Linked DNA regions of Mus musculus: regions 2, 3, 4 and 5 are each linked to region 1. The links are chromatin contacts, called in public Hi-C, HiChIP or PLAC-seq, capture Hi-C and promoter capture Hi-C maps. All regions are on one chromosome and are shown on one strand. Each heading gives the region's core, a stretch centred on a gene start, on an enhancer-like site or on the middle of the called end of the contact. The rest is flanking DNA. Distances are from core to core; before and after follow the strand shown. Region 1 holds the start of P2ry6 (pyrimidinergic receptor P2Y, G-protein coupled, 6). Region 2 holds the start of Stard10 (START domain containing 10). Region 3 holds the start of Pde2a (phosphodiesterase 2A, cGMP-stimulated). Region 4 holds the start of Atg16l2 (autophagy related 16-like 2 (S. cerevisiae)). Region 5 overlaps Fchsd2 (FCH and double SH3 domains 2).

Region 1 (4,341 bases), core at 1,531-4,030:
ACATGGGCTACCTGCTCTTCTTCTGGGTATCTGTACTTTCCTAAGATGGCAAACAGCAGCCCCAGGATCCTAGTGGGATGGGTTGAAGGAGCTCTGTGGCTCAGCCAGAGCGCCCCCTACCCCCAGTCTGAGAACAGCACCCAGCTTACTAGCCAAGAGCTTGAAGTGACACTAACGCCCAGGGAGGCCACATCTCCTACAGAACCCAACCAGGCCTCTCCTATTCCAGACAGAACGGAGAATGGTGTTGACTCTCTCACATCTTGAGGGTGGCAAGGAGCCATCGGATAAGGGCCTTGGGACCTAGAATATACAAGAGACCATCCCTACCCGTGGCTCCTTCTCAATCCTCAGTGGGCAGGGAGAGCTCTCATCTATTGCTGCAGGAAGCACAGTTCTGCAAGGGGTAAATATACCCAAGGAAGGCCAGAAGGAAGGCAGTGAGCTTGATCCAGCAGTGGTCACCAGGGACAGGGCTCTCAGGGTAGCCTGGCTGTGTGGGAGTGTCTGACTTATTGTAGGTGGCTCGAGGCAGAGAGGTCATTGTAGAAGAAGGCTCAGTGCCCATTGCTTTTGGGCCACTAAAGGTCTGAGGATAGTGGGGCTTTTGGCCCTTCCAGAGAAGCCCACACCCAGGGCTGATCTGGCAGAGCCTGCTTAATCCCCTAAGCCTTCCTCCTCTTCTTATGCAACTGCTTTTGTTCTGGGGAAAGTCGAGGAGCCTGTGGTGGCTGCCACCTTACAAATCTCCTATGGCATCTGAGCTGCCCTGGAATTGCGGGCCTGGGAAAACACTGCTGTGGACTGGGAATTCTGGGGTACCCTGGAGTGAGGTATGTAGACAGCACAGCAAAGGCACAGATGCACACAAGCACTGTACCCCACAATGTAGAGGTGAACGCACTCCCTGACCAGCCCGCAAGTGTGCGTGCCCAGCATTCCTCCAGGTTGACTGCCACGTCCTCTCGCCTGGGAGCTGACCCTCTGGATACTTTGCCCCCCCCCCCCACTGCAGTATTCCTTTTCAGGATTTTCCCTACACAGGGACAGAGGGATCTTCCTGTCAGTGGCCTGCTATTGGGTGGGAGTAGCGACTTCTTTGTTTTCTATGAAGTCACACTTACTTCTTATCAAGAGAATGGGCCTGCTGCCAGGGGCCCTGAGAGATCAGGGTCTCAGGATGTGAGGAACGTGTGATACCCTCTGTTATCTTGGTCTGCACATTGCCTTTTAGTTACTGTGATGACCATTCATGGTACCACCAAGATGTGGGTGCCTTCATTTATTATCATCATCATCATCATCACCACCATCATCATCATCACCACCACCACCACCATCATCATCATCACCCCACCATCATCATCATCATCATCATCATCATTCTTACTACTGCAGCTGCTACTATTACTATTGCTATTACTACTACATCTTACAGATAGGAGAACTGAGATCCAGAGAGGGACAGACACTGGTTAAGGTCACACAGCAAATTCAAGCAGAGTTAACCAGTGCCATCTTATCCTTGGGCTAAGGGAAAATGCTTTCTGCCTCTGGGGCTTAGAGTATGAAAAATGGGCTTGGTTGGGAGCCTAGGGGATGGGGCAGGCTAGGACCACCAAGCAAGCTTTGTGTAGGGAATCTTGATCTTCCTACACCTGGAGCTGTGTTAGCTCCCTCACACAACTCCACTGTGAGGCTCTTCTTTCATGTATACATGCCAGGGAAGAGGACCAAGGGACAAGACACCTCTGCCTTGTCTTGGAACCCAGGCAAGGCCCCAGAGCCACCCCTCTGCTGGGGTAGGTCAGAGGGTGTATTTCCTCTTCTGGCCTGCAGAGGGCTTGCAGGCCAGGCTCTGGGCACAAATCAAAGCATTGGCGTTCCGAACTGAAGCAGGGCCCAGGAGCCTGCCTGGCCTTAGCTCCTGGCCTGCTTCCATCCTGTAGGGCTTGAGGTACGGTCTCCTCCAGGCTGGGTGGACTTCTCCAGAGAGAGACAGAAAGTGGTACAGGAAACGGAGACCTAGTAAATCCTAGTTCAGTCCACTTGAGGAGACCCTAACTCTACTCAACACACCTCTCTTGATTTTTCTCTAAAGCTCTCACCTCCGATCAGAGACTTTGCTCTGCACTCTCACTCCTAGTAAATGACACCAGACGAGGAGAAAGGGGATAGGGGATAATCCGATTGACAGGGAGGGGCTGTCCGGGCCAGTCAAGTACCCAGGCAGAGCTATCCATTGCCTTCTGCTGGTCCTGCCCAAGCCCCAGGATGGATGGAGGTTAGGGAGGAAGAGTCACCCCTGTTCTGCCCTTCTTCCAAGCCACCCTCTTTCTGAGGAGCCATTCTTGGTCCCTGGAGAGTGGTGTCTGGACATGCATGGTTGGAGTCACAGACAACAGATTCCTTAATCTTGGGGTCTGGGTCTCTCTTAATGAGCCTTCCAGGCACTGCTGAGAAACCAGGGTAATTGTTCCCTGTGGCAGTAATGAGCAGGAGCCAGGCTCTGTCCAAACTTGAGAGAGGCCAGGAGGGGAGCTGGTGTGTAGCTAGGAGCCTCCCTGTGCCCAGCCCTGGGCCTTGAGTGCTCCCTCCTTCCATCTTCCCAGGAACCCTCAGGCTAAACTGATGGTCCGACGGTCCCCATCGCTAGGCTGAGTGGGCAGAGCTAGGGGTGACTTGCTCCTAGTCCGGCAGTGGCTGACTCAGCCTTGTGCCAGACACTTGAGCAAGATCTCCAGATTGAGGCCTGAGAGACAGTGTCACTTCCCCTCCTGGTAGTCCCAGTTACCTCATCTGCCACCTCCCAGACTCCTGCACTCTGGGGCACAAGAACTGCCTGGTGGCAGGGGCTGCTTCGGGAGTCTAGCTTGCTCCAGTTCTCATGGCTTGCAGGCGGTTGCTGTGTCAGAGGGAGTTTTCAGGTAAGGGTGCTTCCCTCCTCCAGTGTTTGCCCGCTGTGCACACCATTGCAGTCCCGGGCTGGGTGCAGAAGGCTGAGCAGGTGTGGGTGGGTGTGGGGCCTTCTCCCTTCCTCTTATTTCCTCTACCAAGTTCTGCCCAGAACTAGGCTGCACAACACCGGGGGACAAGGCACAGAGGCCTGGAGTGGAGGAGGCAAGGAAATGGGGACCTGACTGTGTCTTGGGTGGGGAGGTGGAATACTGAGGCAGAGGTCAGAGTTTGACTTCTGAATGAAACATGACATTTTTTCCCCTTTCTGGGCCTCAACTTCTTACCTGTGAGTTCAAGTAGCTGAGCATGTGCCTGAGTATTGTCTATGCTAGATGATATAGCATATAAATGTGTTTAATCCCAGCAGAGGTAGGCAATCTCTGTGAGTTCAAGACTAGCCTCTTCTGCATAGTGCATCTCTTGTGTGTTGCAGGTCAGAAAGATCCTATCTCAAAAAAAAAAAAAAAAAAACCCAAAACTCTGTGTGTGTCAAATTTTAGAGAGTAAAGAGGGTCCCTTGGGGAGGGGCTGGGCGGGACTCTCAGAGCTGCTCAGGCGCCTTGGCAGGAACTAGCAGGAAGGATGCTAAAATACAATGTAGCCTGAGGTTAACTCCACTGGGAAAACGGATTCCCTGAGTCCAGGCACTGCTTGTTAAGGGGAAGAAAAGCAGAGTAATTGGATGTATCTGGGAGCAGGGCTAAATCCTTCTGAGGGTTTCTGTTCACATTTGCCTCTGCTGATCCTGACGGAGGAAAGGCAGGCAGGCGCCCCATATTTGGTACTGCTACCTCCGGAACGTACGAAGCTAGCTTTGTACCTGGCGCAGCCTTCCCAGCGCTAGGATTACATGCATGTACCAAGTGCTATGCCTTCCATGGTGCATCTGCATGTGTGTGCAAGACAAAGGTGTGGATGTGTAGTTCGTGAGTGTGTGTAGCTCCAGTGCCAGTGGGAGTTTCTACTGCTGAGACTCCATTTGGCTAGGATGAAGCTCAGCTTGTTGCAAAGCATGTCTGAAGCCCTGGGCTGGATCCTCAGCACTACAAGATACTGGGCATGGCAGTGAGTATCTGTCATGCCCCTACTCAGGATGTAGAAGCAGGAGGATCAGAAATTCAAGGTCATCCTCAGCTACGTAATGAGTTCAAGGCCAGCCTGGAGAAATTTTTTTCTTTCCTTCTTTCTTTTTTTCTTTTCTCTTCTCTTCTCTTCTCTTCTCTTCTCTTCTCTTCTCTTCTCTTCTCTTCTTTCTTTCTTTTTTTCTTTTTTTGGTATATCCTTACTATTTGTTAGTTTACCAGGAAGAGTTGGGGGGTCATAGTCTAGAAACTAACACTAACTATTATCTCTAGCCTGTCCTCTTGCCTCACCCTGGAACTG
Region 2 (3,968 bases), core at 370-2,869, 360 kb before region 1:
TACTGAGACCCCCTAGACCAGAATCTCTGCCTCCATCAAACCCCAAGCTACCCTGCCATGACAGAGAGAAGAGAATCATGGGGCAGGGAGGAGGGGGATGGCAGTGAGGGGCTGATGAGTACGTATCTGCCTTCTGAGCTGGTTTCCCTTGACACTAAGACCCTGCCTCCTCTAGTGCACCCCCAGGGTGGCTCAGGGCAAGACAGCAGTCAGGAGCTGCCAGCCACAGTCCTAAAGGCCTGCTGCAGGCTCAGAGCCTGATAGAGCCACTGGGCAGGGACAGAGAGGACTAGAGGAATTGAGAAGGAAGGAATCTCATCCTCTGCACCCAAGAGTGCAGAAAGTAGAGCAGAAGACCCATCGCGGGCTAGAGAACCCCGGGTGAAGGAGGAAGTGGGCCGTTCACCTACCTAGTGGGTCAAACTAAGGGTCCAAGCAGAAGCTACTCTGAAAGACAGACCTTTGAGAGACACTATTCCCCTAAGTGTACCTGGCCATCACCCATCTCCCAAACACACAGGCATGCCTAGGTTAGAACCCGGGTCATATGGCCCATGTGTGTCCTCTGGTTTATATTAGGAGACTCTGAGCTCACATGCACCCCTCTATGGGTCCCTGGTCTGAGTATGGGCGAGGAGATTCCTGTGAGAGACAGTTCGGGAGGAGTGGAGGCTGCAGGTACCACAGGGCAATCCTACCTTGATCTTGTGCAGAGTTCGATCCATCTCCACAGCCTGCACCCACACAGACACGCCGGCCTTGCTGTAGGTCAGGTTCCAGCCCACCTCGGCCTCACACTCTGACCGGAAACTGCGGAAGTCCTGGTCATCGGGCACCTGGACACTTTCACGGCCCAAGGCGGGCCGAGACCCTTGGGGTTCTGTTGAGGCAGCTGGCTTTTCCATAGGGAGCGTGGGGAGGCCCGGGGCCCTGGTCCTAGTCCGACTCTCCTGGGTCCTCCGCGGAGGCTCAGACAACGTCGACGCGGCTGCAGATGCTGACGCCACCTTCCTGGGACCTGCAAGACCGGTTTGGGGACCAGAGTCAGTGCGCTGGGGGCGCGGGTGGGGCTAGCCGGGGTCCCGGACCAGCGGACAGCTTGAAAAGGGCAGGTACTGGCCCCAGGCGGTTGTGCACCGGCACAGGACAGTCACTTGGGCCACCCTCCCACAAGGAGCGACCTCATACTTCCCTGGAGCGGCAGTAGGATTGCTGCGTAGCGGGTGCAGGAGCCCGCGAGAGCCGGGCGGGACTCTGGGGGATCGCAAGTGCGGGTCTGGCACGGAGTCCTCGCGCGGTGCTGGCCGGACTCGCACAACTAACTCAGCAGCAAGCCGCGCGGGGCCGTGGTGGGGGCGGGTGTGGTGGCGGAGTCTCACCTGTGCGGGCTTCTCTGCCGGGGCCCGCCGGGGCCGGTGTGCGAGCTCTTCCGCCGCCGCCGCTGCCTCCGCTGCCCGGGCGACCGGGGGCCGCGCGGGGACCCTGGGGGGAGGAGCAGTGGGTCCCGCCGCCGGCCCCGCCCCGCTCCGCGCCCCCCGCCCCGCGCGCCCCCTCCGCCCTCCTCCCTCCCGCTAGGCTCGGGGCTCCCGGGCTCCGCTCGCCTCGCTCGGTATTTTCCAGGCTGCGGAGGTAAGAACTGCGGGAGCACCGAGCCCCGCCCCGCCCCGCCCCGCCGGGTCCTAGCGCCCGCCCCCGTAAGCCCCGGGGAAGGGGCAAAGTCCGGGGAGAGATGTAGACTATCAGAGGACCGGGGACCTGTGAGCAGGAACCACATAGCGAAGTAACAAAGTAGCCTGGGCTCTCAGAGTAAGGTTGAGGTGCCAAGAGAGATTCTGGAAGTTAACTGAGAGCCTCTTCTCTACTCTTCGCTCCCACCCTTGCAGGTACACGCTTCTGCAACAGCTTATTCACACACACAACACTTCAGAGATTCAAGGGTGGGCACACACCCTCATGACAATTGAAAGACTAACTAGCAGGAATAGGGATGACAGCCCCTCAGTAACTAAATTAGAAATGGCGACAGCCTGCAAGCCCCAAGAACCAAGAGCATAACAAGCCTCCTCCACACACCCAACTCAATTTTCCAGTAGGGTGTGCAAACCCAGCCGGAAGTTGATCCGACTTTAAAGGCTCAAGGTTCAAAGGCTGGCCAGAATTTGGCAAAATTTCCACTTCAGCCTCACTCTGGCCAGAGAGAGGTCCTGAGCCAGCAACCTCTTACATCCCTATTTGGCAGCTTCCAAACCCACCCCTCTTTAGCTCTCAGCCATTTACCCACACCTCCCCTAGGCGAAGACCAGTTCTCAAAAGCACAGGGCTGCAGAACACTGGAGCACAGGCCCCCTCCACCCCTCTGTAGAATAGAGTGGACCAGAGCTCTACTCTGTAGCCTGATGTAAATTCTGTCCACTAACTCTTCTGCCTACTCTTCCATTCTGGGAGCCCTGTCCCATCTACCCAGTGAAAGCTAGGGCCAGGCCAGTATGAGCATGGCAGTCTTGTCACTGTCTGGGCCAGAGACGAGCAGGGAAAGCCTTTGGTGTGCTCCTCTGGATATTAGGAGCAATAAGTGACTACCACTGACCTAGTAGTACCAGAGTCTGCTAATGGCTATTCCCACCAGTGCCAGAGTACCAAGCCTCTGCCACCCAGGCTCCTTCTGTGCCCTCTGCATTCTCCCCCTGGTCCCTCAGAAGTCACCTCTTATCTCCACCATGTAGATTTCTTTTCTTACAGGTGTTAAAAGAAAACCGCAGACTCAGCACTGTAGGTTCACAAATAGATGTGCTTTTTTTTTTTTTTCCCTGAAGTGCTCAGGGCTCTGAGATCTTTGTAAATCATGCCCACTTTTAAAATAAGCAGGAAACTGGATGTGGTAGCACAGACCTATAATCCCAGCTACTCAGGAGACTGGGGAGGAAGACCCAAAGTTTAAGGCTTTCCCTGGGCTGCATATTCCGTTCAAAACCAGCACAGGCAACAAAGTAAGACTTTGCCCCCCCACCCCAAAATGTTTTTAAAGGCTGCCGGGCAGTGGTGGCACACACCTTTAATCCCAGCACATGGGAGGCAGAGGCAGGTGGATTTCTGAGTTTGAGGCCAGCCTGGTCTACAGAGTGAGTTCCAGGATAGTTAGGGAGGCTGTAACTTTGTGGTAGAGCCCTAGGTTTAATCATTGGTAAATAAAAAAATAAAAAATAAGTCAGGGGCAAACAGGTAGCCATGATGGGTGTTCTACAAAGTGGCCCTGAAAGGTGTTCTACAAAGTAAGTCTTCTAAAACAAAACAAAACTGCAGGTCCCCATCAGTCCTGTGCAATGACCTCAGATACCCAGGCCTTCCATCAGTGTGGTAGGAAGTGTCAGCTAATTGCACGCACACCCTCTGAACCCACACTCTTTAGAAGTGTCTGGGAATGAGTAGGTGGCATTGGGGGCTGGATTTGGGCTTGGGAGGCCCCAGACACGAACTCTTTGAACCTCCTCTGCCCAAGTCCACCTTCCCCAAGCCTCGGGGTGTTTGTGATACCAATACTCCCAGGCTGGCAGGAGGCCCGAGGGGACCTCAGCAAAGCCAAAGATTGCTCTGTGAGATGGATCTTCAGGGACTGGCCATGAGGTAGAGATAGCTAGCAACCGTAGCCTGATGGCTTTTTGAGCCCTGATAGCCCCAATCTTGGCAGGTTGCAGGCAGCATCAGAATGCTAAGCCTCTCATGCCCACCTCCAGTCCTGAGTGGTGGGGAGATAAGGCTGGGGTGAGAGCAGAAAGTGGCTGTGAAGACAAACTGACAGGACCTCCCCGGCCCTGAGGTGCCAGTCTGAGGGGAAAACAGCCAGCTAGTGAGGAACAGATGACAGGAGCCAAGCTTAAGAGCAAATATTTTGGGTCTTGAGGGTCCAAAATAGCAGGTGACCTGCCGGAGGACAAGTAGAAGGATGTCACTTCATCCTGCACATTAATTTG
Region 3 (3,832 bases), core at 765-3,264, 490 kb before region 1:
CTCCAACCTGGTCAACCAGCTGCTGAGCGAACCGGACCCTGGGTTTTGGCTGCACCCGGTCTCATCCATAGTTGCACGAACAGTCACCACAGGCACATAGCACACAAACACTAACACACAGGCGTCCAAATATTTTCTCCAAGCAAACCCAGGATGTACCATAGTGACCCTAAGCTACCCAGGAGGCTAGAAGCACAGCCAGACATAAACCTCCACTCCTCTCTCACAGGACATCCATTCGAAACCAACAGGCCCATACTAGGACTCATTCTGACCACATACTGCAGAGAAATAGCATGTATAGCCACTTATTCAGTCTTCAACATGCAAGCTGTCCCTATAGCATCACAATGCCATGACAGACACAACTACATGCACACACCACAGTCACTCGCTGTGCTACAACTCCCACCCACGATCCTGCCACTGTAGTCACACAGAGCATGTAACACCACAGACTCACAATCTCCATACTGTCATCTCCCCATGCTAAATCTCACTCAAATGATGTGATTATACATAGCACAACATATATGATTACACACAAGGCACACTCAACACATGCTATGTACACAGGAACCCTCACATAAGCACATATACCCCAGACTCACCCATCCCTCACTACAGGTGAAGGACATTTACCCCCTCTCTCTATCCCCAAACCCAACTGCCCCAGTCACTACCAGGACAGCTGGGATAAGGAGATATCATGTATAAGTTATAAATACCAGTGTCCCACCTCACGATCCCTACCCACCATATATTTTGGGCACCCTGAGGGCAACGTTCTCCATGTTTAAGCCCTTGGACTTGAGTCCATCCTATGCCATACCTGAGAACACAGGCACAGGTGGAGGTCCTAGAGGCTCCAGCCCTGTCTTCTGAGCCGGTTCCCCCACGACCCAAAGTAGAGGCAGACATGTAGGGAAGGCATGGTCACAGAAAGACCCTAGCACAAAGATAGAGACCTACAGAAACTGAAGGGCTGAACAGACCAGGAGAGGTAGGCAGCCTGGAGCAACACACTAAACAAGAGAACAGCAGAGGGGCCAAAGGATGATGCACTCAGAAATTTGGGAACTGGAAGAATGATATGGGACTATCACATCTAGAGGCTGGGAGGCAACAGGAGGAGACTGGAGGTCTGTGTAAAAGATGAGGACTGGGAGGGGGCAGTCTGGCAGAGGAGAAGAGAGAATCTGGGTTTTAAAAGGGGGTTGGACCCTTGGGTTGGGTGGAAGATGGTGACTAGAATCTAGATGATTAGTAAGGATGGGGAGTAAGACTTTATAAAATAGAAGATAGAGGTTTGGGGGTGAGGTCCTACTTATGAGGTAAAGTTCTCTGCAGCCAGGGGCTTAGGGGATATGGGTGTGCCTGGAATCTGATATGTACAGTAGAGAGCCAGAGGTTTGAGAGGGGAGTGGGACTAACCTGGGAGGAGGGAACTCCGGGTTTATACAGAGCTGTTAATGTGGCTGAGGGGGGCAACGAGGATTAGGACTTCGGGGCTTGGGATGGAGGAGTTCTAGATGCGAAGCAGAGTCAGAATCTGGAGGGGCATTTGAACTATGAGCCGAAGAATCAAGGACCCCCTCTGGGTATGGCTGCAGTCCCATTCAGTACAAGACGGGTTCCAAACTAAGGGAAGGGTCCCCTCTTAAAGGAAGGTTCAGGAGAGAGTAGACCGTGGGGCAGACGACTGCAAGCTCTTCAGAAGACCGGGCCCTCACCGGGCTCTCCCTGGACACCCGCTTCTCCCTGTTACCCAGAATGGGGGGGGGGGGGGCCTCCTACCTGCAGGCTGTCGGCGCATGGCTGCGGCGGCGGCTCGTCCGGCTTGAGGAAGACCTGCTGGCCCCGCCTGAGGAATTGGACAACAGCGATGAGGATGTGGTGCAACACCAGGACCATGCTCGCAGCCGCCCGCCCGCCCCTCCAGCCCGGCCCGCTGCACTCGGTCAGCGCGTCCGCAACAGCTTCGCCGGTCCGCGCGAGGGTCCGCCCTGGTCCCGCCCCGCCCCCGCCCCCGTCCCGCCCCAGGCCTCCAGGCCCCGCCTACGTTTCTGCTACCGGGGACAGCACTTCAACGCCTTCCAAAGATCGGACCCCACCCGATCCCGGCCGGCTTGCTCCCTGCCAGGCCTTCACCCTCTCAAGTCTCCTGCAGCGGGTCGGCTACGAGGGCTCCCACTCCTCGGTCGCCTCTCAGCCTTCGCTGCCTTCCGCTTATCCCATTGTCACTCCTCCTATGTGGTAGGGCCCCTCCCAGAGTCCCGCGCACTGTCGCACCACATTCTCTCCCCATCACTTGGACTTCAGTAGCCCGGCCAGAACCCCGAGGCCGAGTCCAGCGCAGTGCGGGGAGAGGGGCCGCGGCCACAGTCCGGGAGCCCCGAGGTCCTTTCACTCCTTCCAGTACAGAGGGTAGAGGAAAGTGAGGGAGAAATTTAGAGGTCGCTCCAAAATGGGACGAGCCCTGAAGCGGTAGCAGATCTGTGAAGGAGACACGTGCGCCCTGACACACACAGGCGCACCGTTCCCAAATGTGGGGTGAGAGCACTGGGTTCCTAAGGCTACCAGATAGGCCTTCATCGGCGTCCCAGGAGGCTGAAAAGGGTGCAAGCCCCAGGGCCATCTAGTCCGCAGTTCCGCGGTGGGACCCCGAGAGCTGGGAGCGCATTTCTCTGCAGAGCCGCCTCTGTGCTCAGGCACTTGCAGCAGCCGTGACGCTCCTGCGCCCCCTGGTGTTCTATCGCAAAGGTGCACCCTGACCCCAGTAGGGGATGGCTGGAGGGATGAGGGGACATTTGTGTAACTTGGGTCAAACCCCTTGCCTGGACCAACCTGTTTTCTAGCCTCTGCTTGCTATAAGATGGGCTAAGGCACAGGACGAGTCTATATCAAATGGTGAATTTGGGTCTTCCTGGATTTTGCCAGTGTAACTTTAGCTTGATCCCCTTCCCATTGGGTGTCAGTTGTCCCACAGGGCTGCCAGAAGACAAAAACTTGGAATGATGGTGAGACAGACAGACTCCTGACAGCCCTCACTGTGACTTTCCCTGGTTCTCCTTTCTGCGCTACTGCCCCTCTTCCTGTACTTCCCTCTCCCCCCAGCCCTTGGAAGGTGACTCAGTGAGCCCCCTGCTCCTTGCCTCATAGATGTGATTCATTTGGGCCCTTTCCCCCTGGGGAGCAATTTCCCCAGTGTTGAGTCACTGAGCCCAGTGCTGGACACGGTCCCAGCACCTGGCACAGGCTTGGAAGTGTCCTAGCTGTCCCAGTAGCTCAAGGGGTGATCTTCCACACAAGGATTTTTCCCCCTCCTAGCTGAGCTTACAGCTTCCAGTGCTCAAACATCCTTAGTGGGGGTCTCTACCACGAGCACCATAAAACCTAAATCTCTCACTTGGCATTACAGACCTTCCACAGTTCAACCCTGATTATTGACCAGCTCTGACAACCCCCATCCCTTGTTTTTATACAGCCCTTTTCTTTTAGACAGCAGCTGCCTCATTCTTGCCTCCTGGTCTGTCATGGTGCCACCCTGTCACCTGCTAACCATTCAAGAGCAACTCAGAGGCCATCTGCTCCAAGACCCCTTTTCTGGATTCCACATCAGTGATCTAGGGGGGGCCTTTTTGTATCCTTCCTGGGAGTCATGTCTGGAGATGGGATCTAAGCCAATTGCTGCTGCTTCTTCTTCCTCTTCTTCTTCCTCTTCTTCTTTCTTCTTCTTCTTTCTTCTTCTTCCTCCTCCTCCTCATCCTCCTCCTCTTCTTCTTCCTCCTCTTCCCCTTCCTCCTCCTCCTCCTCTTCTTCTTCTCCTCCT
Region 4 (4,360 bases), core at 992-3,491, 340 kb before region 1:
AAGACATGTGCCACTACTGCACGTCTTTGAAATAAAAATTTAAGGGTGTGGCCCATCAGTCGACTCCCCCCATGCCCCAGTGGATGACTCCATAGCCATTCACAAAGAGGGAGCACTAACTGGATGCAGTGGGTTAAAATTTTTTTTTCAAAATAAATAAATAAAAACTTAAGAGACCTGGAAGTATGTCACCATACTCTTTGATTCCCCTACCATTCAAAGATGACAAAACTAGTTTAAAATTTGGAGCAGCATTTTGTGAGTCCAAAAGGCATTAGGTGTGCTGAAAAGATGGCTCAGTGGTTAAGAGCAGTTAATGTCTGAGGCACTAGCTGAGGACATGAGTGAGTTTCCCAGCACCCACATTAGTAGTCAGACTGGCTCTAACTTTAATTCCAGGGGTTCTGATGCACCTGCACTCGTGCACGTGCACACACACATACCCACACATGTGCGCGCCTAAAAAGAAATCTTTTACAATTATTAAAAAACCTGCCACAACATGACTTCCTACCTAAAGATGCAGCACACTGTGTAGGACCTGGGGATTGGGGGGGGGGGGCTGTTGTCACAGAAGCCTCAGGCCCCAGGAAGTGCTTCTGGATATGATGTGTGAGCAGAGCCAGACTTCCAGCAGGAATACTGGGCACAGTACAGTGCAAAGGCAGGGGGTATCCAAGACAGACACAAGGGGGACTGAGGCCAGTTTGTAGTGTTTTGAGATAGAGTCTTGTTATGTAACCCAAGCTGGCTTGGAACTTACTATGTACCCCAGGCTGGCATCAGTGCTGGGATTACAGTCATGGGCCATTATGCTCAGCTTCACTATAGCTTCACCGAACAACAGATACATATTCCCCTGGGGTGTCACTTGCCTTTACTGTTTTTCAAGTCCTGTAACAGACCCCCAACTTGAGACCCCAGTATCTCAAGGCTTGTCCCCTGCAGGGCCTAGAGGGCTTCCTGATATTGCCTTTTCCCTCCCATCGGTTTATTTCTTAGGGATAACCAGGTCTGCCTTCCCTAGCTAAAAACAGGGCTTGAAGCTGAACCTTCCTCAGTATGTCATATTGTAAGGCTAGGCCCACTGAGTCTCTCCTGTCATTCTTTTTTTTTTTTTTTAAAGATTTATTTATTTATTATATGTAAGTACACTGTAGCTGTCTTCAGACACTCCAGAAGAGGGAGTCAGATCTCATTACGGGTGGTTGTGAGCCACCATGTGGTTGCTGGGATTTGAACTTCGGATCTTCAGAAAAGCAGTCGGGTGCTCTTACCCACTGAGCCATCTCACCAGCCCTCTCCTGTCATTCTTTACCACAGCCTGTATCTGCAGAATTCTTTGCTAGAGACAATTTCATTACAATTCCCCGTGAGCCCAGATTCACTGTCAAATGTACCCACAAGAGATGTCTGTGCTGTCCAAGAGAGGCAGCAGATAGGCCCTGAGTTAGAACTCTGGGTTGCTGGCTAGCTCAGCTCCCTACTACACACAGCTGCAAACGAGGAAGCCTCTTCTCTCCTCTGAGCCTGGGGTTTTCCAGATAAACGGAGTCTTTTCTTAGAGCCCTAAATTTTGCTACCAACTGGACCTCTAAATCTTGCTCCTCCCACGGACAGTTCTGCGTCCTGTCCTAACAACTCTGAAGCGCTGGACCTTGAATCTAGGCCCCCGCGCAGGGTTAGCAAAAACCCTATCGCTGAGCTACTCCCAACGCCCGCCTGCATTGGAAATTTTCATGTCATCAGACCATGTCTACTTGTTCTTTCCAGAGCTTAAGAGTCCTTTTGTCTCCGCTCCCTCTGGGTAACGGTCTTAGTTGGTCCTTCATAAACCCCCACTCAACTGTCACCTTGTAGGTGACAGTGGGGCTCCTTCAGGCAGTCTTCTCTCTTAGACTGCTTGTGCCTGGTGCTTGTCTCTGTACAGCCCCTGGTGGTAGGGTCTCCCCTTCCGGGGTAACTTAGTGAGTTCTGCATCCTCAGCTTCTGACACTGGTCCAGGCACCAAGAGGTTAAGGAAGGCGACCTTGAGGCCCCGCCCTGGACGCGCCCACAGGCGACAGGGAGGCTTCAATCCCTGCTGCTTACTCCGGGACAGAAACGCACACCTCTGGGACTGAGGGTTTTTGCTGGGCCGCAGCAGCACCTGCTTTGAGGTGTCCAGATCTCCCCGACAAAAGCGCTTGGTACAGCCCGGGGATTCCCCGCTGCTGCCGCCCTGACGTCATGGAGTCCCCGGGAGGCTCCGCCCCCCTGCTCGGGCTGGAGCTTTGCGCGGCCGCTAGGGACTCGGCGGCCATGGCAGGACCTGGCGCCCCCTGCGATCCCTGCGCGCCCGCCGCTGTCTGGAAGCGCCACATCGTGCGGCAGCTGCGGCATCGGGACCGCACGCAAAAGGCGCTCTTCCTGGAGCTAGTGCCGGCTTGTGAGTGCGTCCCTGGGGGCTCGGGGATGACTGGCTTTGAGGAGGTGGGACTCCCCGCTCGGGGAGAGGGCTTGTCCCGCCACTCGACTTGTGACTCAGGGCAGCGGCGCCGTCACGGTTCCCGAGGGCTTTGCGTCTTGGAACCTGTTACGCCCCTCTCCGCATTGGCTTGCCTGCTGTTTCCAGCTCTGGTGCTGCTTAGCCCCAAAGACTCAGCTCTGCCTCCCTTGAGCATCCTAGACACAAGCTCTGTCTCAGTGATGGTTTTGTCGAGTCCTTCTTTCAGGCCGTCCCTAGGGCAAGGCCTGGTCAGTCCATTTGGTCCCAGAGCCCAGTTAAAGAAGGCAGGCGTGGCCAGAACAGCCACGGTAGCTGAAAGGAAGGAGCGAAAGTCTCTGGTAGGTTCTGGTACGGATAGGTTATACTGGCGTACGTTCGTGGAGTACCTCAGTGCCTAGCGGATCGTAGCTCGAATGGGGCTCCGGGTTCCTTTAGGTTGTTTGTCGCGCGGCGGAAGTTAAATTCTCATGTGGTTATTTCTGGGCACTTTGGCTAGGAGGAGGAGATGTGTGCACTCCATCCGAGGAACACTGGAGTGCATCTGTATTTACTGCCTTTTGGTGGACTGTGATTGTGTGTTTGAGGCTGAAAGTCTAACCATACTCCCTACTTCTTCCTCACTTGGTGCTAATTTTGATGCACCCACGCAATCAAATTTGTTTTCCTTGGAACTTTGTGAGGGCTGGCCCTCTCTTGGGGTTGGATACCTCTACCTCCAGACAACCCCACTTCTCCAACTGCTCTGATGGGCAGTGGGACTATCGGTTTAAGGGAGGGACCACCCAGGAGAACTGCAAGACTGGGAACCTAGAGACCCAGGTCTGTGGTTTGGGGTAATTCAAGTCCTTTACCTCAGATTTCTTACTTGCAAATGAGGCACATTGTGACCTTGTATGCCGGGGTAGGGGTGCTTGCAATGCCTTGTGGTCTCAGGTAGTTTTGAGAATTTGTCAGGGTCCAGGAACCTCAGACAGAGAAGGAAGGGAGGTGAGGATCTGGCCTGAGGTTAGCAGCCTCAGTCTGCCTGGAATTGGTTTAAAACAAAACAAAACAAAACAAAACAAAACAAAACAAAACAAAACAGCTGGAAGGAATGTGGGTGAGGGGGTCCAAGGTCTAACCACCTATCTTGGGAAGATTTGTTCGATAATTGCTCAAGGGCTTTCAATATTGACCTGGGGGAAGCTGTTGCGTGGAAGTGAGAATTACTTAACTGTAAACCTTGAGGTCTTGGAGGGGAAGCGACTTGCTGGAGGCCATACACAGGTGGTTTTGTTTATTTCAACATGCTCTGGGTCCAGACTTTGTCCCTGGCAGAGGTGAACTAATCCCAGGCCCCTTGCTTTCCTTCTGTTCTCTCTTCAAGTGCTACCTAGCCATGTTTGTCCCCAGCATTGGTGGTCTTTCTGTCCTTGTCTCCTGGGTGGGCTTGTGGGCCTGTGCTGTGATGAGGCTTTGCCAGATACAGATATTCCCCCAGGAAGGGGCAGAGCCCAGCCTTCAGAGGCTTCTTTATTCCCAAGACCCCTGGGCTCCTGCAGCCATCCCAGTATGAGGTAGCTTGTATGTCGGGAGTTTGTTGGCAAGCGGCTCTGCCTTTGCCACAGGCTCACCCTTTTGCATCCCCAGATAACCATCTCCTAGAGAAGGCTGAACTGCTAGCCAAGTTCTCAGAAAAGTTGAAGTCCGAACCAAAGGATGCCATCTCCACCCGACATGAGGACTGGAGGTGAGTTGTCTGTGAGTGATCAGAGCTGCTTGTGCCTGCCTCTTTGCTGTGCTCAGCCTTGGCACCTCATCAGTCTGTAACTCCTGGGGATGTGAGCGAGGGCAGTGGAGGCCTCTTGAGTCCTCCCCAAGCTGGCTGCTTAC
Region 5 (3,998 bases), core at 108-2,607, 270 kb before region 1:
CTGATTCTTCTCAAAGGCAATATGTATGGCCACAGACTGATGGCTAAGTTAGTCTGTGCATCATGTCCCCCCTTTCATTCAACTCATCCAGAAAGTGTCCCATTCTCTCACTTTGTTAAGGAGAATTTTTTTCAGAACTACATCCTTTAAAACATGTTTCTACTATTATTAGTATCTTCAGGAAAGAGCTTTAGATTATGACATGGCAATACTAGTCATTGCATTAAAGACACATTACCTTGCTGGAGTTTTCTAGTAAAAACTGGAATGTATTCTGTATAGCTTGGCAAGTTTCTAGCTCGGTCCGGCTGAAGGCTATTAAATAATCCTTGAGGTGGTCATACACGTTTCCATCAAGAGCCTGAAAGAGAGGAATATTATAGAAGCCAAAAATTATGATAGTGCTTTGGCACATAATTCCTTTGTCTTTAAAAATGTAGAAATGTTCAATTTCAAAACCTATTAATAAACTGACAAAAGGCATAGAGCATTACATAAGAGCGTGTGAACAGTGAGCAGTTACTAGGGTAGTGCTGAATTTCTAATGAATAGCAACCAACAAGGGGAAAAATCTAATATTGCTAAAGCTTAGGAAAAAAACCAGAATATTTTGGAGACAAAAACATCTAGTTTCTGATCTTTGCTTATCTGCTTCTGTAGCCACTTCATGACAATTAGATGTAGGAATTTTACAGGGACTATCAGAAAGAAAGAATCCAGGCACAGAGCCTGGAACACATATACAATAAACACAAGTCTCCTCCATTAGTGGTAGAATTAGGATTTAGTATATATTTGCTACAGAGCAATCTGAGAGAAAACATAAAATGTCATGAACATTTATGCCCACGTGTTTGTCTACATAGATTACACTCCCGTCACGCACATCTTAGAGAGGTCAAAGGGAAAACACTCAGCTCTCATAGATATTCTAAGAACTTTCCTGCCATTCCAAACTATCAAAACAGCAGCCTTATCTTTTAAAAATCTACATTTTTCTCTTCTCATCAATTAACAAAACTGTCACGGAGCTAGTTTTGCACAGTGACTGTTGCTGCTCTCCAATGAGAGCTCCCTAGTTCTCTCAAACACACAAAGTGCCAATGAGCTTTCTTTCATAATGGCTTTCAAATTTCTTTGTCTCAACAAAGCTGCCAAACCTTCCTTTGTTTCCTAGACATTCTAGAGGTCATTTCAGCGTGTGTGCATGTGTTCTGGATTGCAGTATTATTTTTTTGTTACGTCCAAATAAAATGTTTTTGTTTTAGAGTTTCACTTCTACCTTTATTTTAGCGTTGGCACCTGCTTCTAGTTCCCAGGGGAGACACACAGGAGTAGAACTGCCTTTGGCCATATGGCAACTTTGTTTTCCAGAGTGCTGCACCCTATCAACCAACAATTCATGAAGATTCTCTGTGTCCTTGCCACCACTTATTTGTGTGTGTGTGTGTGTGTTATTCATTGTGCTCTTTATTGGTATTATTGTTGATATTTTATTATTTTATGTGGATGAGTGTTCGCCTGAATGTCTGTCTGTACACACATAGAGTGTACAGTGTTCATGGCAGTCAGAAGAGAACATCAGATCTCCTTAGACTGGAGTTACTTGTCTGTGAGTCCCTTACATGTTTTGCTATATACTGATCTATTTTCTATGGCGAATTATCTAATTCAAACCTTTGGCTTTTTTTTTTTTTTGAGACAGGGTCTCCTGTAGCACCACTTGAACTTGTAATACAACTAAAAGTACTTCCAACTTTCAAAGAAAAATATTTACTTACAGAAGACATACATGCATCATGGTGCATATGTGGCAGTCAGAGTACAATTCTGATTTTTTTTCCCCGCTGTGCTGCAGAATCTGGGGATCCAACTCAGATTGTTAGGCCTGCACACAAGTGCCTCTACCCACTTAGCCATCTCACTGGCCCACCCTTAGCTTTTGACCCTTTAGTTTCCACCTGAGATTCCAGGTATGTGCTGCCACACCTGGTTTATACAGTAATAGAAACTGAACTGCTGGCCAAATAGTTCACTAACTGAGCTACATCTCCAGCCTCTGCTTCATACATCTCAGTTGGAGTCTATTTCTGATTTCAAATGGCAATAACTCTTTATGTATTGTATATAGCAGAGTTTTGCAAGATAAATAATTTGTAAATATTTCCTTTCATTTTATGGGCTGCTCTTTTCACTTTCTCAAGTATCTTTTGAAAAACGTGTTTTAAACCAAGTGGTGGAGGGATACATCATTAATCCCAGCACTTTAATCTCAGGGAGAGGCAGGGGATCTCTGAGTTCAAAGCCAGCCTGACCTACAGATTGAGTTCTAGGACAGTCAGGGCTAAATTATGATATCTAACATTGTTCTTCTTTCTTTTATTCCTTGAATGTTATTTATTTATTTTATTCCTTGTATGTTAGTATGTTATTTATAAGAATCATGTATATAAATTTTACAATAATTATTTTTGTACTTTGTGTCTGGCTTTTACATCAAGCTTTTAATATAAAATTGACTTGAAATAAAACAAAACCTGTCCCCGAAGCAGAGTAATAGTGCTGAATCTTCTTTTACCACTAGATGGCACCATTGAGTACTATAAACAGGCAGTGCAAATAAATGCCTTAAATATATTTAAAAAATTTTAATTAGATATTTTCTTTATTTACATTTCAAATCTTATCCCCTTTCCTAGTTTCCTCTCCAAAAATCTCCTATCTCCTCCCCCCCCCCCCCGCTCCCCAACCCACCCACTCCAACTTCCTGGCCCTGGCATTCCCCTATACTAGAAATGCCTTAAATATAAACTTCAAATAGTTATGAACATTTTGGACACTGTAGTGTGTTGAGATGGAATTAAAATTTCTACCTTAAATCATGATTTTCATGAATTTGTTTTAAAAAGAGACATGTTTTCTGATATGAAGTTTTTGACTTAGAAATATTCTTAGTAGCTCATCCTAATAATCTTGTTTGGAAGAAATAGCTCATTTTACCTATATACAAGACATGATAATATAGGTATCATGAACAAGGCGTGCAGTTTAAGGTGAACTATATTCCTATGTAGTCTGAATGATATTGCTATTGAGTGTCAACTGTACTTAGGCATTATACTAGCTATCTGAGTATGAGTACCAGAAAACAGGGAAGAAAGGAAAGAAATCAAAGCTTTTTAACAGTTAACTAGCAGTGCTAGTGATCAAACCTTTGCACTTCGCACATGCAAAGTGTACACTCTAACACAGAGCTATACTGCTAACCTACCAAGTTCTTTTGTTATTTCTTAGCAATTTCCTATTCCAGTTATTTCTGCCAACCCATTTCCTTTCAAGATAGTATTACATAGCCCTGGGTGGTCTGAATCTCACTATGAATACCAGGCTAGTCTCAAATTCACAGAGATCTGCCTGACTCTGTCTCTGGAGTGCTCAGATAAAAGGTATATGTAACCATGCCTGGTCCTGACATCCCACTTCGCACTGCATCAGGGAGGATACCCCTGACTTGTATTTTATATGACTGACTATTCAACACTCTTCCCTGGCCAGGCATTATGTTCAGGATAGGTTTTGTTTGTTTTGAACTTTACCACTGACCGAATAGTTTGGACATGGCTTCTGTCTGACCCCTTGTTCACCTGTTTGCCATTTCCCTTCCCTGCAACACTTTCCCTAAACTAAGCCTCTCTGAGCTCTACCAGCACTTCTCTTGCCTCTGAGCTCACATGTCACATGTCACAGGCCCTTTCCTCATCCTCTCTCCCTGCCTTGCTCATTATCATTCAGCCTTAAGGGCTTCTCTTGATCGCTGTGAACTCTGGATGGTTCTTGTCTTTTTACCTCGTGGCTTTATCTTGTGCTTCTGACGCTTGCCTGTCCTTCTTTTGGTTATTGAACTCTATGAACAGGAAGGGCCATGCCAGTCTGTTTAGCATTGAATCTTGAGGGTCAAACATGGAGCCTGAAATACTGACAATGTTCAGCAAATAACT

What was found. A called contact is a pair of places that touch in the nucleus more often than the background predicts. HiChIP or PLAC-seq counts read pairs in DNA pulled down with a chosen protein or histone mark. Capture Hi-C pulls out chosen DNA fragments and counts their contacts.
Region 2: a promoter capture Hi-C map of liver shows a contact between it and region 1. The contact joins the promoter of Stard10 here to the promoter of P2ry6 in region 1. A contact is called at or near these places in 13 of 39 promoter capture datasets (the 3T3-L1 cell line, the C10 cell line, the HPC-7 cell line and 5 more), 1 of 484 Hi-C or Micro-C datasets (bone marrow-derived macrophages), 15 of 115 datasets of contacts at active chromatin or transcription factors (the 230-238 cell line, bone marrow-derived macrophages, craniofacial prominence and 10 more) and 3 of 9 other capture datasets (embryonic stem cells, liver and macrophages).
Region 3: a contact with region 1 is called in a capture Hi-C map of macrophages, with 4 times the contacts expected there. The contact joins the promoter of Pde2a here to the promoter of P2ry6 in region 1. A contact is called at or near these places in 2 of 115 datasets of contacts at active chromatin or transcription factors (both in embryonic stem cells) and 3 of 9 other capture datasets (adipose tissue, embryonic stem cells and macrophages).
Region 4: an H3K4me3 HiChIP or PLAC-seq map of the 230-238 cell line shows a contact between it and region 1, with 11 times the contacts expected there. The contact joins the promoter of Atg16l2 here to the promoter of P2ry6 in region 1. A contact is called at or near these places in 15 of 39 promoter capture datasets (the 3T3-L1 cell line, the C10 cell line, the HPC-7 cell line and 8 more), 1 of 15 datasets of contacts at CTCF or cohesin (large pre-B cells), 7 of 484 Hi-C or Micro-C datasets (bone marrow-derived macrophages, differentiating embryonic stem cells, embryonic fibroblasts and 2 more), 26 of 115 datasets of contacts at active chromatin or transcription factors (the 230-238 cell line, the SCID.adh cell line, SST interneurons and 18 more) and 4 of 9 other capture datasets (adipose tissue, liver, macrophages and 1 more).
Region 5: a contact with region 1 is called in a Hi-C map of bone marrow-derived macrophages, with 29 read pairs. The contact joins the enhancer-like site here to the promoter of P2ry6 in region 1. A contact is called at or near these places in 9 of 39 promoter capture datasets (the C10 cell line, the HPC-7 cell line, cranial neural crest and 6 more), 2 of 15 datasets of contacts at CTCF or cohesin (the NIH/3T3 cell line and large pre-B cells), 13 of 484 Hi-C or Micro-C datasets (the G1E-ER4 cell line, the HL-1 cell line, bone marrow-derived dendritic cells and 4 more), 7 of 115 datasets of contacts at active chromatin or transcription factors (bone marrow-derived dendritic cells, bone marrow-derived macrophages, embryonic limb bud and 3 more) and 5 of 9 other capture datasets (adipose tissue, bone marrow-derived macrophages, liver and 2 more).

What each region holds. Positions count from the first base shown.
Region 1 is chr7:100,962,805-100,967,145 of GRCm38.p6, reverse strand. P2ry6 (pyrimidinergic receptor P2Y, G-protein coupled, 6) reads left to right here and starts at 2,780. Exons shown (of 3, transcript NM_183168.2): 1 at 2,780-2,927.
Region 2 is chr7:101,318,764-101,322,731 of GRCm38.p6, reverse strand. It overlaps Stard10 (START domain containing 10), which reads right to left and starts at 1,619. Exons shown (of 7, transcript NM_019990.5): 1 at 1,380-1,619; 2 at 699-1,018. The coding sequence starts at 905.
Region 3 is chr7:101,449,434-101,453,265 of GRCm38.p6, reverse strand. It overlaps Pde2a (phosphodiesterase 2A, cGMP-stimulated), which reads right to left and starts at 2,014. Exons shown (of 30, transcript NM_001143849.2): 1 at 1,798-2,014. The coding sequence starts at 1,914.
Region 4 is chr7:101,299,969-101,304,328 of GRCm38.p6, reverse strand. It overlaps Atg16l2 (autophagy related 16-like 2 (S. cerevisiae)), which reads left to right and starts at 2,241. Exons shown (of 18, transcript NM_001111111.1): 1 at 2,241-2,428; 2 at 4,118-4,217. The coding sequence starts at 2,302.
Region 5 is chr7:101,230,235-101,234,232 of GRCm38.p6, reverse strand. It overlaps Fchsd2 (FCH and double SH3 domains 2), which reads right to left. Exons shown (of 20, transcript NM_001146010.1): 9 at 239-361. Among named protein-coding and RNA genes, the nearest start is that of Gm50587, 26 kb to the left of the region's middle. Within about 2 kb of position 1,357, at least 7 of the 459 cell types and tissues checked have an H3K27ac peak or open chromatin away from gene starts, as enhancers often do.